2 separate regions of the Mus musculus genome follow, and region 2 is linked to region 1. Evidence: chromatin contacts called from public Micro-C data. All regions are on one chromosome and are shown on one strand. The core of a region is the stretch at or near the end of the contact, and the rest is flanking DNA. Distances in the headings are between cores, read along the strand shown.

What was found. Hi-C and Micro-C count contacts between places; a contact is called where the count stands out from the background.
Region 2: a Micro-C map of embryonic stem cells shows a contact between it and region 1, with 8 times the contacts expected there. A contact is called at or near these places in 1 of 39 promoter capture datasets (liver), 1 of 484 Hi-C or Micro-C datasets (embryonic stem cells) and 1 of 130 datasets of targeted methods (pancreatic cancer cells).

The regions. Positions count from the first base shown.
Region 1 is chr19:23,755,368-23,763,012 of GRCm38.p6, forward strand. Apba1 (amyloid beta (A4) precursor protein binding, family A, member 1) reads left to right here and starts at 3,509. Exons shown (of 13, transcript NM_177034.3): 1 at 3,509-3,724.
Region 2 is chr19:24,551,963-24,559,607 of GRCm38.p6, forward strand. It overlaps Pip5k1b (phosphatidylinositol-4-phosphate 5-kinase, type 1 beta), which reads right to left and starts at 3,910. Exons shown (of 15, transcript NM_008846.3): 1 at 3,803-3,910. It overlaps Gm50341 (predicted gene, 50341), which reads left to right and starts at 4,370. Exons shown (of 2, transcript NR_169181.1): 1 at 4,370-4,422; 2 at 5,046-5,448.

The DNA.
Region 1 (7,645 bases), core at 2,259-4,758:
GCGTACAGCCTGTACCTTTATTTTCTTCATACTTTTTAAATGCTTTGAAAAAAATCTGTATTTTACAGTAACTAGATAAGTTGTTTAACTATCAAACACTAGCAAAACTGAAGTCAGGGAAAAGTGTATTACAAAGGGTTGTTGTGTGATTTACCTATATACTGCTTCCGCTTTTAAGATTTAAACTCAAAGACTGAGACAGAAAGACACTGGTCACCTGAAGACATCAAAATCAAGGGACAGTTAGAAGAGTCGTACGCAATTTGGACTGTCTAGAGACACCTCAAACTTCAAACGACATGCTCGAATACCTGTGGAGTATGAATGGAGTTACTGAATCTTGTAACCTTAAGGTTTCCACTGTCAAAAAGAAACCTACGTAAATAAACCCTTCCTGAACCCCTTGCTTTCCTCTTAAGTGGTAAACAGTACTTGGACAGCAAGCGAGGTGGGCTCAGGACATGGTGATGGAGCAGGGGACTTCAGAAATGGTACTGGAGAGGCTCACCATCCCTGAGTCACAGCAAGGCACGCCTATGTTTCTTAAATATGAGGCTTTAACCTGATACACACAGACTTCTGATGCACAAGCAGCAGGGCATAAGGCTTTAAATTAGGCCCATGTCACTTGGCATCCCATCTACATATTGTTTGTTACCTGCTACAATGGCTGGCAGTTTGCTCTTTGAAACAGGGAATAGCCGTTGACTCTTGTTAATAGCAAAGGTGGATACAAATATTTGAAGTACTTATAAGAATATCAATAATAAGGTAAAAACTGACCAGTAATTCAGACTCAGGGAATCTATAGATAGACTAACGCAGAGGGAGGGTGTAATATAAATGCCATATGGGCCCATCCATTGCCTACCATGAACTACAAACGTGGTTTGAGCTTCCTGCTAGAGGAGGCACAAAGACACCATCCAGAAGGAAAAAGGATGTTTACATTTTCCTTGGGAGGAAGATTTCCAGTTATTAACCTTTGACAAATGGTTGCCATTATAGTGATGTTAGCTAAGTGACTTTACTCATTGCCTTTAATCTGCACCAAGGCCCTGTAGTAGAAGATTGAGGATAAAGTATTATTAACGCAATGTTTCTTTCACTCATGGTTTGGTAGGAAGATCACCCAATGACACACAGTGAGGCTGAAAAACATGAGCTAGCAAATCAAATGTTAGCAAGTTGATACATCTGTATTCCTCACTTTCCTTGGCATTGCTGAAAAGATGCAGGACAATAAAAACTAAAGGAAAGAAGGGTCCCCCACAGAGGAGCAGGCAAGGCAGCTACATGCAGAGGTAGCTGGTCTCAATGAGTCCTTTGTCAGGAAGCAAAGAACCAAAAGCTGGGCTCCACTTAATTTCTCCTTTATACCCAGGCTGGATTCAGTCTGTGAAAAAAGTTCTGCCCACATTTAGGGTGAGTCTTCCTGCTCGGTCCAATCAATCTCCTAATTTCCTCGAGATCTCTGAAGTAACTCTAGAGCTGTCAGGGTTGGCGAAGATTATCCATCATGGCGTTAAAATGAGCCTCTTTTATCTATACTCTCTTATTTAACCTAAAATTTAACGAGATAAGCTAGCTTCCTTCTTAAAACTACGGTCCATCTCCAGGAAGGAAACAGAAACGACTGCAGAAGCCTACTCTGACATCCATCGCCCCCCAAAGGGGAGCACAGGAAAGCAAAAGCAAAGACTAACAGAGCTGAGAGCCAGAAGACACACCGAACCTACAAGCTCGCTCGCTCACCAGACACACAGAGTAAATTAGTCCTGCCCTGGACTCTGAGAGCCCCACCCCCACCTCCCGGGGAGCTGCCTTGGGAGCGCTTCAGGAACAGCATTGTGAACCCCACCCTGGTCTTGCTGGATCAATCTCAACTCTCATCACTCTCCAGTGTGTGTGTGTGTGTGTGTGTGCCTGAAGAAGTCAACGTTATGGCTGCTGCCTGCCTGCTTAAGGCATCTGGGCTTCAGTCCTGCCTAGGGGGCTCTGATACCTTTCCTTCCTCTAACTGGTCTCCTGGAAAGGCTTTTTCCTCAGGCAGTCCAGGGAACATCAGATACCCCTGCACCTTGGCAGTTGGAAAGTTCACAGTTGTTCTCTGATGTGTAGTTTTCCCAGGGTGCTATGAATTCTGGAGGGACGAGGACCCTATCTGGCTTTCACCAGAGAGGGTAGTTTTACTGACAAGATGAATAGGGAATGACTGTCACAAGAAAAACAACAATGGCCCTTATTTCTAGTATATGTTTAAGTTTTATGAAAAGATACTGGGGGGACAGGAGAAGCTATACTTTTCTTTGTCAAAGCCAAGAAACTAATTACGAAGTAGAATGCAGAAATTCATGTGAATTTTAAGGCTAAACAAGAATTCTAGGATGCCTCGGGCTACACCCGTAGATATTTCTGGAGATACTGTGCTTAATATGGAAATACTGTATAATGATAGATTTATCTCTCCCTAGGTCAGATAAGGAAGGCTTGTCTTCATTTCACTAGATGAGAATATGCATACTAAGACGGACTTGAAAATTATAAGGTTTCGGGGGAATATGACCCTTAATTTTTAAATTGAGAACTCTGTCCCAAAGAGGGGGGAGGATGTAGCTATGGAATCGCCTATTACAGATGGAGCTGGCGCCTGAACCCAGGCGCCTGAACCCAGCCCCGCCCTCGCCCCTCCACTCCCACCCCGCCGCCGCCCAGGGGCCAGTCCACCTTTTCATTAAGTCACAACACCTGCTACCTGGTCCCTAGTGCTCAGGGTCCCCACCCTCCAGAGAACCTAATCATATACCAGGCGAATTGCCTCTGCACGTCTGGAAGACTCTTTTAAGCTCCTAGCAACGGGCATCGAGAAACCAAGTGGACCATTTCCCGACCCCGCCTTCCAGACGCTTTCTGGGTGGGGCGGGTTGGGCAGCGCCCCCAGTGGGCGGCCAGACAGACGCCCAGCTTGTTCCTCTCAAGCTCACGCGGGCGCCCCCTCGCGGCCACTCGAGGAGCGCAGCGCCGCATTGCAAGCTCCAAGCTTTTTCTTGGCTTTCAGGCCCGGGAAGCGGGAAAACTGCGTGTCACTAAGCAAGAGGACACGGGCAGCCGTCCACGCGGCAGTGTGTCCTAAGCGTGACCAGAGCCCATTCGCAGAGACGGGGCCGGGGATGAGCGTTAGGGACCTGGGACAGAGGACCGTGGAGGTCCCCCTGTGTCCCCGCGGGAGGCAGCCACGTAGTCCATTCCAGGCTCTCGGCCACGAGAGGGAGGGACTCGCGCACAGCTACGGCGACGGCTGTGGACCCCTCGCACGCTCACGCGCGCCCGAGCTGGACTGTCGCGTCGGGCCCGCGCCGCGCGCGCGCACGCGGGTGGGCGTGGGAGGCAGGGGCGCTGCTGCACGCGGCGTGCGCGCGCTCCCCCCGCCGTCAGTCGCAGCCGCCCGGCCCCGGCGCGCGTCACGAGGGCGAGCGGGCGGCGAGCAGGGGGTGGGGCCGCGGCCGGAGGGGCCCGAGCGGCTGCCGAGCTAGAGCCGGAGGAGCGGGGCGCGGGCGGCTGCGGTCCCGGTGGCGGCGGGGGAAGATGGTGGCGCTGGAGGCGGGAGCAGCTGGAGAGCAGCTTTATTCCCAGGCTTGGCACGGTCGCTGTCACTAGCGCCGCCTGCTCCCGCGGGCCCGCGGACCCAGCTGTCAGGCAAGGTACCACCGCCAGGGCGGGCTGGGTGAGTGCCGGGCGCCCGACGCCCCGGACGGAGCTCGGGTCCTTTTGGAGGGATGATCCCGGGAGCTAGGGGTGAAGCGTGGAACAATAGTGCGGATGAACAGGGACGGCAGGCGACATCCAGGGAGGCAGTGCTTGGAGCTAGCGAGGCGGGGGAAGGGTGTGTACTAGAGAGATGCCAGGCGTCCGGTGCGCGCTGAGATACCCGGCTTTGGGAAGAGCGGGCCTGATGACAGTCACGGAAGGAGTGTGTGTGTGTGTGTGTGTGTGTGTGTGTGTGTGATAGCAGAGGGGATGGAGGTGGCAGATCCGAAGTGTAGGGGGAGATGACATTTCCAGGAATCCCCGCTAGGATCCCTCCTCTCTGGCTGACTGATGATGGAAACCGTGAGGTGGGCAGGATGCACTTGGTGTGTGAAGTGTGGAGGGGAGGCAGTAGGGTAAGGCCGGGTTTGTAAAATCCCGTGTAAGAGTGAGTGTTTAGCGTGCAATTGGATCCACGCTCTCAAAACTGCGCCCCACATCCAGCGATCTGCTTTTCCTGACTTGATGCCGCCAGCTAACACTGTGGGACAGTATTGGTTATTTTGACCCTGCAAGTCTAAGAACAGTTTCTGTTCTGCTACTGTTCTTGGGTGGCTGGGTGTACGGATTCTCGCTTCCCCTTTCCCTAACGTCCTAACACGGGGATGTGGAAGTGAGCGGTTGCTTTGAGGCACATGGCAGCAAACCAGGATAATGGTTACACCTTTTGAGACAGCTGGTGTCCCTGGCTCTGAAGGGCGCTTTCTTTGGCACTTCACAGCCTCTCATTGACTGCCTGACTCTGCAATTTCTATTGTTTATCTCTTGTCTAACCCCAAGAAGAGGGTGTTTAATGGTCATCTTCCTCTCCCGTTCCCACAACTTTTATCACCAGACTCCCTTCCATATATAAGTACTGAAAACCTTCTAGCTGAAGATTGGATAGTCTTTGCAATGATTCTTTTAGAATAAACTCTTGAGGTGTGTAAAGAAGGTGGGGGCTTTAAAAATACAAGAACAAGATTGAAAGGGAAGTAAAAAAAAAAAAAACAAGGAAAAAAAAAAGAGTGCCCCAACATGCATTCTCTTGGGTGTTTTTCCGTGGGAAATGGGATGCTAGTGACAGCCACTCTCCCGGCTTTCACAATGGTTAGAAGGTCCATTTAGGAACTGAAATTTCCCGAGACCCATGGATATAAGATCTCCAGTCAGTGAAGTCCCCGATTTCCTTCCCAGGACAGCTCACTCGTAGGAAATTTGGCAAATGTTTGGCTCTCCAATGATGTCTAGGAACCAAGACAGAGAAAAAGCACGCAGAGTCTATAGATGCTTAAATTTCTCTGCGTAATAAAGATAGGGTTGCGTAGAGAGGGAAAGCACTAGAGATGGCATATCCGTATGCGTGTCCACTGCCGCCTGGTTCCCTGGAGTCTGTATTTCTCCTGCAATATCCATAGGAGTGAATGCACCTTTATGATAATAGCCCAGTACTTTACTGATGTCATATGATTGGATTCACCTGCTTGGGACATATTTTAGTTATAATACCTTAAATTCTACTGAATTGCTGTCAGAACCCAAATGGGCTGCACTGGGCCTCTTTGAAAAGCTTGAAATAATCACAAGGATGTACAAATAAATGTATGATATACTGACACCAAAGATTTCTTTCTTTTTCTAAAAATTTTATTCTTTGGGCAAAGTATAAAGTGTTATTCCATGGGTACATTGAAAATAATAAAGCTAAGGCCATCTACATATGACTTTTCCTTCTCGTTTATTGTTTTTAAAACAAATGATGACATGTGGACCAACTATGCTGGAAGCTATGAGTGTAAAGTAAATTTCCCCGCATCCTTCAAGCCAAGCCTTCTGAAATTTTAATGTGAGGTTGTTGGATCTCATCCGAGACTTTAAAAAGGACTTATAAAAATGAATTTAGAATCCTAGTTCTTTAACTCTCTTAATGCTTTGGCCATATCTCATTCTGATGGATGTAAGTCACTTAAGAGGCTTAGGTTTCTTTACTTTAAAAAAAAGTTATCATCTCTGTATACGCAAGTAAAACCACATATGTAAATTTCTTATAAGAAAACTCAAGAATATTAGAAATTACCAACGTAAACAGCCTGATTAGAGAAAGAAGTGCATACAAACACAATTGATGACTTGAGAATTTCTGATTTCCTTTCTCATGTAAATGAGAGACTTTTTCAAATGCCATGCCCTGCTTTCCTAACGTTTGGCCCGGTGAGGTTAAAGGTACAGCTGAGATCTGTAATTCAGTTTGGTAAATGGCTGCACCTCTCCCTGCAGCCTGCAGCAAGCCATTTGTTTTGCATGAATGCCTCTTCGTCTTCTTCCCTAAAAGCAGCTTTAATGCCTTTCTCCTCTACCGCAAGCCTCCCTTTGAAAAGTTTGTCTTTTCAGAAGACTTGGAAGTAAAGGACATTTGAAAATTGACCTGCAGGGCCAAAAAGGGATAAACCATGGTGCCACGGGGGAAACTGAGCTTTTATGCTGCAAGGAAGACAAAATAGAACATCGAGTGGTAGAAACAGACTCGTGCTTGAATAAGTTGGGTGGTGGAGGAGAGGGTGATACATCAAAGGGATGGCACAGCAGAGGGACGGAAGCTGACTTCAGAAGCCTGGGAAATGAGTCCATTAAGAGGAAAAGAGATTCAAGCAGGAGGCTAGGTTGATAAAGCCATCAAGATGGTGGACCATACTGGGCGGAGGCATGACTCTGAAGAAAGGAACCTGGTTATAATCTCTTAGGAAAGGCAAAGGCAAATTGAGGCTGGGTGTAGAATTATGAAGGCAATGTGAGAGATTGATGTGAGTGAATGACCATCACCCAGCAAGGAGGAACTCTGTGTATGAGTGTATAATTATGCTTTGACAGCTAATTAAATTTCGCAATAGTGAGCATTCAGTATTGCTAAATTCAGTGGTGTCTCTTATTCTCCATGGAAAGAATGCTTGCTTACTTTTAAAAGCATTTATTCATGTTGCCTGAATTGTCTGAAACTCCATTTGGATGGTTTCCTATAAGAACTTTCTCTTGGGGACCTTTGAGTTCAATAAATAAGGGTTGTATTAAAACAATGGAGAAAAACAAGGCTTTTTTTTTTTAAAGATAAACTTTTCTTATATATTACATCAAGATGTGGCTTTTATAGTGAAGTGTAAAGTTGACTTTTCAAAACTCAAATATAGCACAACATTATGCCCATCATAAGTGTTCAATACATTTTTGTCACATGAATTCATGAATAAATTAATTTGTTTTAGTAGGTTAAATATAGCCTATGAGATTGGAAATTTCAGAGTTTATTTATATAATGGATATTCAATGATTTGTATCCTGTAACCTATACAAGACTATGGTACTATAAACCTGTTAATGTATTCATATCTGCTATATACACTAATCTTGAAAAACAAGGACACTGTTTCCCACAAAAAAAACCCTATGTATGCTTGAGCCTCTTGATTATGATGATTCCAGATGAGATTATGAAATTTTATCTGTAGCAAATGATAATTTCAAAGTTCTAATGATGAACTATATTCAGACTTTTAACAAATATTTATCAAGCACCCTCTCTGGGCCAGGCTAGCTGCAAGGATAGAACTGGGTTGGAGGGGGTGGGGGTTGGAAGACTTCCCTATGTCACAGAGCTTTTACTGGGAGGATACTCCAAGGAAATAAATAGGTGACATTATATGTCATGTATGAGTAAGAGTAACATGGTGGGGAACGAGGTTAGGTAGATACCTCAGGCATGAAAATGTTTGCTGTGCAAGCAGGAAGACCAGAGTGTGGATACCCAGGTGGATGTGGGGGCCTAGCTGTCATTCAAGCTGCAGAAGACAGACAGGCGATTCTCAGA
Region 2 (7,645 bases), core at 2,660-5,159, 800 kb after region 1:
ACTGGCAAACAAGTTTTCGGCAAACCTCTACAGTTTCTAAAAGTCAAAACTGCACCCTCACTGTATATCCTGGGACAACTTTGAAAACAAACCTCCATAACAATGGTACATTAGCTCTGGCCTTGGACCAGTATCCGGGTGACCCCGAGCCAGTCTGTTCACCTCCTAACTCTTCAGCTTTCTTACCTGTAAATGGTGCAGCTCTAGACAAGTTCGTATTGGCACTGGGATACTTCATCAGAAGGAAATGTGTCCCAACCCGAGTAAACAGCAAGATCCATTAGCAGTATGTGAGAACCACTATAGTTGTTGTCTCATTGTCCTACACATAAACCAAACCAAACCAAACCAAACCAAACCAAACCAAACCAAACCAAACCAAACCAAACCAAACCAAACCAGGTTTCTGTGTATAGGAAGGAGTGGAAAGAGAAGAGAATTCTTTTTTTTTTTGTCCTTTTTGTGTTTTTATTTTTTTTCTCTTTTTTTTAAATTGGGTATTTATTTCAATTACATTTCCAATGCTATCCCAAAAGTCCCCCCCACACTCCCCCACCCACCCACTCCCACTTCTTGGCCCTGGAGTTCCCCTGTACTGAGGCATATAAAGTTTGCATGACCAATGGGCCTCTCTTTCCCAATGGTGGCCAACTAGGCCATCTTCTGATTCATATGCAGCTAGAGACACGAGCTCTGGGGGGTACTGGTTAGTTCATATTGTTGTTCCACCTATAGGATTGCAGATCCCTTTAGCTCCTTGGGTACTTTCTCTAGCTCCTCCACTGGGGGCCCTGTGATCCATCCAATACCTGACTGTGAGCATCCACTTAATTCTTAAAGGGAACAGAAAGTAGGTTGGTTTCACTAATTAGGTTCCTCCTCCAAAACCACAAGGCAATGTTAAGTGTACCTCAGCACCCTTGAGTAAAAAGGAGTGGTTGGAGCCCGGCATGGTGGCGCATGCCTTTAATCCCAGCACTCCGGAGGCAGAGGCAGGTGGATTTCTGAGTTCGAGGCCAGCCTGGTCTACAGAGTGAGTTCCAGGACAGCCAGGTCTATACAGAGAAACCCTGTCTCGAAAAACCAAAAAAAAAAGGAGTGGTTGTCTTCTCTATCTCTCGACATGCTCTTTCATAAAATGGCACAAGCCGGTTTCTAGGGATGTATCCTTTAGGCAGCTATATGTTCCTGACGGGAGGTGGAAGGGCACAAGAAAGAGACAGCTGTTTCACAACTCAGGAGACAACATGGGTGATCCACAGTGGGCTCCAGTCCCCGCACTTCAGAAGGCGCAACTCACCTCTCACAGGGAAATCATCCCTGTGCTGGGAACTTACATGCAAGGTGCTGTGTCTTTTATAATAGCAGGCTGTCCTTATGAATGAGTCCATTCACCCCCATTAACTTAACAGCCACGAGGACAGGCTTATTTACTATATGCAAACACAAAGCTTCAAAAAAAAAGTGCATATGCAATACCAATTCATACCTGAGAGAACTTTAACCTGAATACTTCAAAGTCAAATAGAAGCACTAAGCAGCATAGGTGCTCGAAGCTGCTCAAGCACACTTGCAGTTTTCTTTCCCTCCGTCAAGTGGTACGATGTGAAACTGCCCAAGTCAGAAAAAACAAACTGAAGCTGGAATCAATGATTAGCTAGCTCCCTTGGCTGATACAGGGAAACTGGGTTTCTCCTACAGGAAATAATACCACATTATTAGACCCCGAAGGATGCTAAAGCTGGCCAAAAGAGACATAATTTCGTAGGCACTTTTTTGTTTCCCATGAGAAATGCTTAAGGCTCAGCGTATGGTCTGGCACAAAGGCTGTGTCAGAGCTACAGCCCAGTTCACCAACCAGCTCACTGAACAGAGTGACCTCATCTAATCAGAAGTGGGACAATGACAGAAAACACAAAGCAACAAACTGTCAGGCGATTAGATGAACTCTCCCTCTTGGACCATCCACTCAGGGTTCGAGAAGTGATGTAAAACTCTCATGATGGCCTGACCCCCGAGTTTCCCCACATCTGCAAAATGTGAGCATCAAATCACAAGGAGGTCGAACTGACCACTGTGAGGAGACGACAAATCTAGCCATTAAAGAAAAGAAGACTTCACTAGTACAGGGCTGGCTCTGAATGAGGGACAGCAAGGCTGGCTTTAACTGGAAGGACCGATTGTCACTGTGATAAACCCCAGAATCCGAGTCCCCCATGCCTCCTCTAAACCTATGATAAGCATCTTCACCACACCTCCCTCAGAAGTGGTTGAAATAAGATGAGCATACTGAAAAGCAATTAAAAATTGCAAGACACTGATGCAAATATTAGGTGGGTTTTTTTTCCCCCCCAGTCCCTCCAGTTTTCTTAGTTTGGATAAAAATGTAATATGGCTTTATCTGTAAGCACTGTTCAACTTTCCTGCCCAAGGATGGCTGCACTTCCCATGCATCCTGGGGGGGGGGGGTCCTCCACCTTTGTACACAGAACCCAGCATTTTCTTCAGCTTAGAGATCGCACAGGACACTTAAGGCTCAACCTTGAACTTGGTTGGGTAAGTTTTTGTTTTTGTTTTTCTGTTTTGCCTTTCAGTGGGCAGCCCTCTGACAGAAGCTTCCATGAACCCCCATCACACTGGAGTCTAAGGAAAACCAATCCTTGGACTTTGATCTACTCCAACGACTGCAAAAACACTACAGCCTCTACACAGAACAAGAGGGAAGTCTCCCGGAAGAGAGGTGAAAGGGGCCCTTTACAGCTAAGTTCAAGAGAACAGCCTCGGACTACTTCTTAGATCAGATTAATCAGGTCTCAGTCCTTATGGACCATTCATTTTACAGGGGGACCTCTACCAGGCTGAGAATGCCATCAAGGGGCAGAGCCAGGGCAGAGGCGGGGGTGGGGGGGGTGGGGGGGATGGCTACTTGAGAGTCAGCATGCGCTTCCTTTACATAGCATCATAGTAAATAGCAGATCCTGTTCAAAGTCCTGACTTCAGTAGACATGAAGAACAAATTCACTGACTACCCAAACAACTTCTCTGGAACAGGTTTCTACCCAAGCGTGCTGTGCACAGCAGACAGCCGGCTTGAGAGGGTGGGGGTAAGAAATGAGAACATGCTCATCTGCATAGATGAGAGATAAGCAGACGTTTGTTGTCTTCGGTTCTGACGACTCCTGGCACCAGAGTGGCAAGTCCAACTCCAGCGCTCTCCCCATCCCCCCCGCCACCCCCCACCCCCGCCCCAGATGTTGAATCGTCACATTGACAGGGCCATTGAAGACAGGGGACTGTAAAAGTCGGCGGCTGTTTTCAGGCTGGAACTGTAGTTCACCTGTTCCACCCGGCGCCAGAGCCAGAAATCAAGCAGAACGCCACTCGTGGAAGCCCCTCTGTACATCCCGGGGGGCGCCTAACAAGTTCGCTGCTGTTTAGAAGCAGGGGAGAATGACGGAGACACCTCTCCTGCTGCAACAAAACTCAGCAGGTTCCCCAGAAACGAGGGAGGGGTCTCTGACTTAAGTGAGCCCGAGGGATCACTGGGTGTCACTGCGGCCCTAGGGATCAGGGTAGCGAGGCGGTCGGTGCCCACGGGGACTGCGCAGCTGTGGCCCCCGAGGAGCGAAGGTCCTGGTTTGACGACCACGGGCGCCCCCTCCATGTCACCCCCAGCACAACTTGGACAGGCAAAGTGGAAAGGTGGAGAGCAGGTCAGGTCCCAGCAGAGACACACAGAGCCTCAGGCGCGGCGGCAAGGGAGGGTGTAGGCAGGGTTGCCGGGGACGCGCAGGAAACTTACCTCCTTCGGCCGGCGTGCTGGAGCCTTGGCGGCCGAGACCAGTTGCGCCACCGCGGGCAAGTTGTCGGGATGTCGTGGGTTCTCCGGTGGCTGCAGCGGGCGGCGGGCGGCGGGCGGGGCGGAGCCGGAGCAGCGCCGGGGGGTGGGGTGGGGGGGCGGGCAGGTGCCGGGCCCTGCCGCGGGGCCACACTGGGCTCGGACGCGCGGCGACGGGGACGCGCGGCTGCGAGTGTGCAATGCGCGCGCGCCGCGGCCGGTGTGCGTGTCCCCGCGTTCCCCTTCCTTCCCGCCGCTCCTCTGGTCGGCAGAACGGCAAGCGGACCACTAGGACCAGACAGCGCCGGGTGGCGCGGCGAGGCGAGATCGGGGGATGGAGGCCGAGGAGTGGCGGTGCCCCGCAGCCACGGGCCCCCGCACGGCGCGCCGGAGTCCGAGCGGGGCGGGCAGCGAGCAGGCTGCACGGCGGCCGCGACTCCGGGAGGCTGCAGGCCCCGCCCGCCGGCCGCCCAGGCTCTTCCCCTTTTCTCTCCACCCTCTGCTCTGTCCCGCACGCCCTGCAAGGAAGCCAGACCGGTTTGCAGCAGCAGAGCAGCCCGCAGTCGGACCTAACGCTCTAGTCGGTGCGTGGGAGATTGTGCGCCCGGGCCACTGTGCAGCCAGGACTCAGAGCAGGGGTGAAGCGGCTCCCTGAGATTAGCGGGATCCTCCAAAGCTCCAGAGCTTCTGGGAGCTTCTCAGAGTCTCGAAGCCTCACTGCTGTGGACTGTGTTGGGGTAGGGCGTGCCGCTGCCAGTGTCCCTGGCCACCAGTCGGGCAATGCCAGACTTGACTCCTCTTCCTTGAGGAGCCAGCACTTAAGCAAGCAGAGCCCTCCCCTATACCCCCTTTATCAGGAAGGGACGCGCAAAGGTTCTGAGACCACACTTGTCTCCCTTCTAAGGATAGCAGGTGCTCTCAAGAAGGACGATCTATCCAACAGGTTAGGGATGGGCTAGTGAGGGGTCCCGCGCCATTGAGCTACAATGGGGGCGCGCCTGCTGGAGCCACTTGGAATCTCACTAGGTTAGTTTAGCTTCGAAGAGGGTAGGGGCTAGATCTAAGGATCCGTTTGGAGTTGTGCTGTTCTGAACGCTAAAATTAAATTTATCTAACAGGCACAGGAAGAGAGCGACTCCCTCCCAGTTGGGTCGAAGCAAGTGGTACAGTTCAGCTTTATCACTTCCTTCCACTTTCCCCTCCTCAGACAAAACAAAACACTTGTGGGAAAGAAAACTTGCGTTCTGTCAGAGGAAGACCAGCATTTGATGACCCTTGCTTGAGGACACTCCCTTGAGGCTCTACAAAGAGCACCTGCAGGCAGTTTTGAAATCTTTTAACAACCCCACCCCCAACCCCAACTCGAGTGAATTTGTGGTGGTTTAGTATCACCCTGGAATGAAGCATAAAAATTCCTTTATAACAAAAAATGCATTGTTCTTAAAGTTTTATTCACGTAAAGCTGACAAATCAAATAGATGTGTATTGTTAGGGACGGTATCTCCAGTGTTCTTCCAGGTGTGTGTGGCCGCTACTAGCGATTTAAGGCATCACTAACTTAGGACTTGGGTCCAAGCATTCTGGACTTATTAAAGCACAGAGTAAGAACATGTGTGTGGTCCAGCTTGCACGCTTTTCAGATGAGAAAACCGTAGCCCTAAGACATCCAGTAACTCACAGGCGAGGACACAGTTTTCCTTACTCTTAGTCCTTGAACAAAAAGTAACAGCAATACTGACTTAACAGAGTTCAAGATGGGGCCAGTGGAGGGGGCAGCAGAGAAAGAGCAGCGGATCAAAGATCAAAGAACCTTGCAACCAACTGCTGTGAATCACTGTATAGGGGGCAGCATCTCACCGCTCTGAGTCGCGGGCTGGCTGGAATCTGGGGCTGGGGAAATCAGTCTCCCTGTCGCGTGCCTCAGACTTCCACTCTGAACTTCAAGGAGTGGGAAGTGGATTTGCTTCCCAGAGAGGCGATGCCATAGGGGATATGAAAACAGGCGAAGCCAAATCTGAATGACCTCTCAGTGGATCAAAAGCGCTCAGAGGCGTTAGACTCCCACACCCCAATCCTGCACAGCTGCTTTCTCCATTAGAACCTAATCTCCCAGGCAAACAACCTTGGGCTTCTGGTAGAGAAGTCCCAAAGCCAACTGCTTACAGGACATTTGTAGAGATAACACGGTGAAACTGGACTCTAAGAATTTCCCCACGAGCCTTATACCCCATTGTTAGTTCCATGTATGAAAGACAAAACAAAACAAAACAATCCTTCCTGATCTACTTATATCGGTGGGATTTCAGGAAAGCCATCCTCTATTGGAAATGAAAGATCATCAATGTCACTAGCAATAGTGACTTGGCCAGAAAAATCGTGAAACCTATTTAAAAACTAGAAAATAATCATTTAAACAAAGTCTTAAAATTATTATTTATTTCCATACAGAGGAGACATGTATGTTTCTTATAGCAGATATAACAACAACAACAACAACAACAAAACAAAAACAATAATGGCTCCCAAGTAATAGCTTCCCTCTATCCAAGGCTTTTCCTCCTGGAATCTACCACATGATCTACTTTGGCCAATGGAGTAAGTACACTCATGATATAATGGTAGTCTTCAAAACTGTGCATTTCTGTATCAGCTCTTGGAATTCTGCCATTCCCAGGAGAACAAGACCTACCTCTAGACAAAGACCATTGCTGGAGGAAGTACATCACTGGGGGTGGGCTTTGAGGGTTTATAGCCTCACCTTACTTCTCTCTCTCTCTCTCTCTCTCTCTCTCTCTCTCTCTCTCTCTCTCTCTCTGGTTTTTTGAGACAGGGTTTCTATGTGTAGCAAGAGCTGAGTCACCAGCGGGGGTCACCTTGGCTAGCCAGCCCTCCTTTGTTTTCAGAGGAACAAGCAAGTCCCAGTGAGCTTAGTCAGGCTTGGTCCAGATCAACAGACCGTATATACGCAAACCATAGGCTCATAACAAATACTAAGTAGCTACTGCTGTAGACAACTACTTCAGTTATTTACTGCTTCATGACAAACTGCTTCACCTCATGAGAAACACAGTATCGGCTGCTTTACTGGAAACTCACTTGGCTTTATTCACCAGGCAGCTAGACAGAGTTGCAGGGTGCTAGAAGGCTTTGCTCACATAGCAGGTAACTTGGTCCTCAGTGATATAACTAACTTCTTACTGCCCAGATAGCTGACTTGGGTTTCTCTGCAGCAAGGCACCCCTACTTCTTCTGTGCATCTAATTTCTAAAAGGGGGTGGCTAGAAACTGCCAGGTATTGTGAAGCCTGAACGTGGAAGTTCTCTGTTATTGTCAACTCTGGGTAGTTTATCTACTGTGTAGACTGCAGCCAGGGAATCAAAAACATAAGAACCCCAGGGGAAAGGGTTGTAGCCATTGACATGGGACAGTAGCGCCTTTGCCTTCCACAACGTTAGAGTTGCCTTCTTCTCATGGAAATATAATTGCTAACCAGACAAAAGGGCTTACATGTTTTGTATAGCTTGATTTTTCTAATTGCAGAGGGCTGATTTACCCCCAAGGACCCTGTGCTCTCTAATTTCAAGTTCACTCTTAACATTGACCACATCTGAAATCTGATGTCTACTTTCCTTTTTTGTTTGTTTAATCTTCCTTTACTCTTTTCTATTTCTTCTGATCACTCTCTCTTCCTCCCTCAGCTCCCCCGCCTTCTCCTTTCTCCTTCCTGCCCTTTCTTCCTCCTTTCCTCTTGCCTTTTCCCTTTCTTTTTTAAACTTTCTATCTTGAATCTTATAACTGAAAACAGAT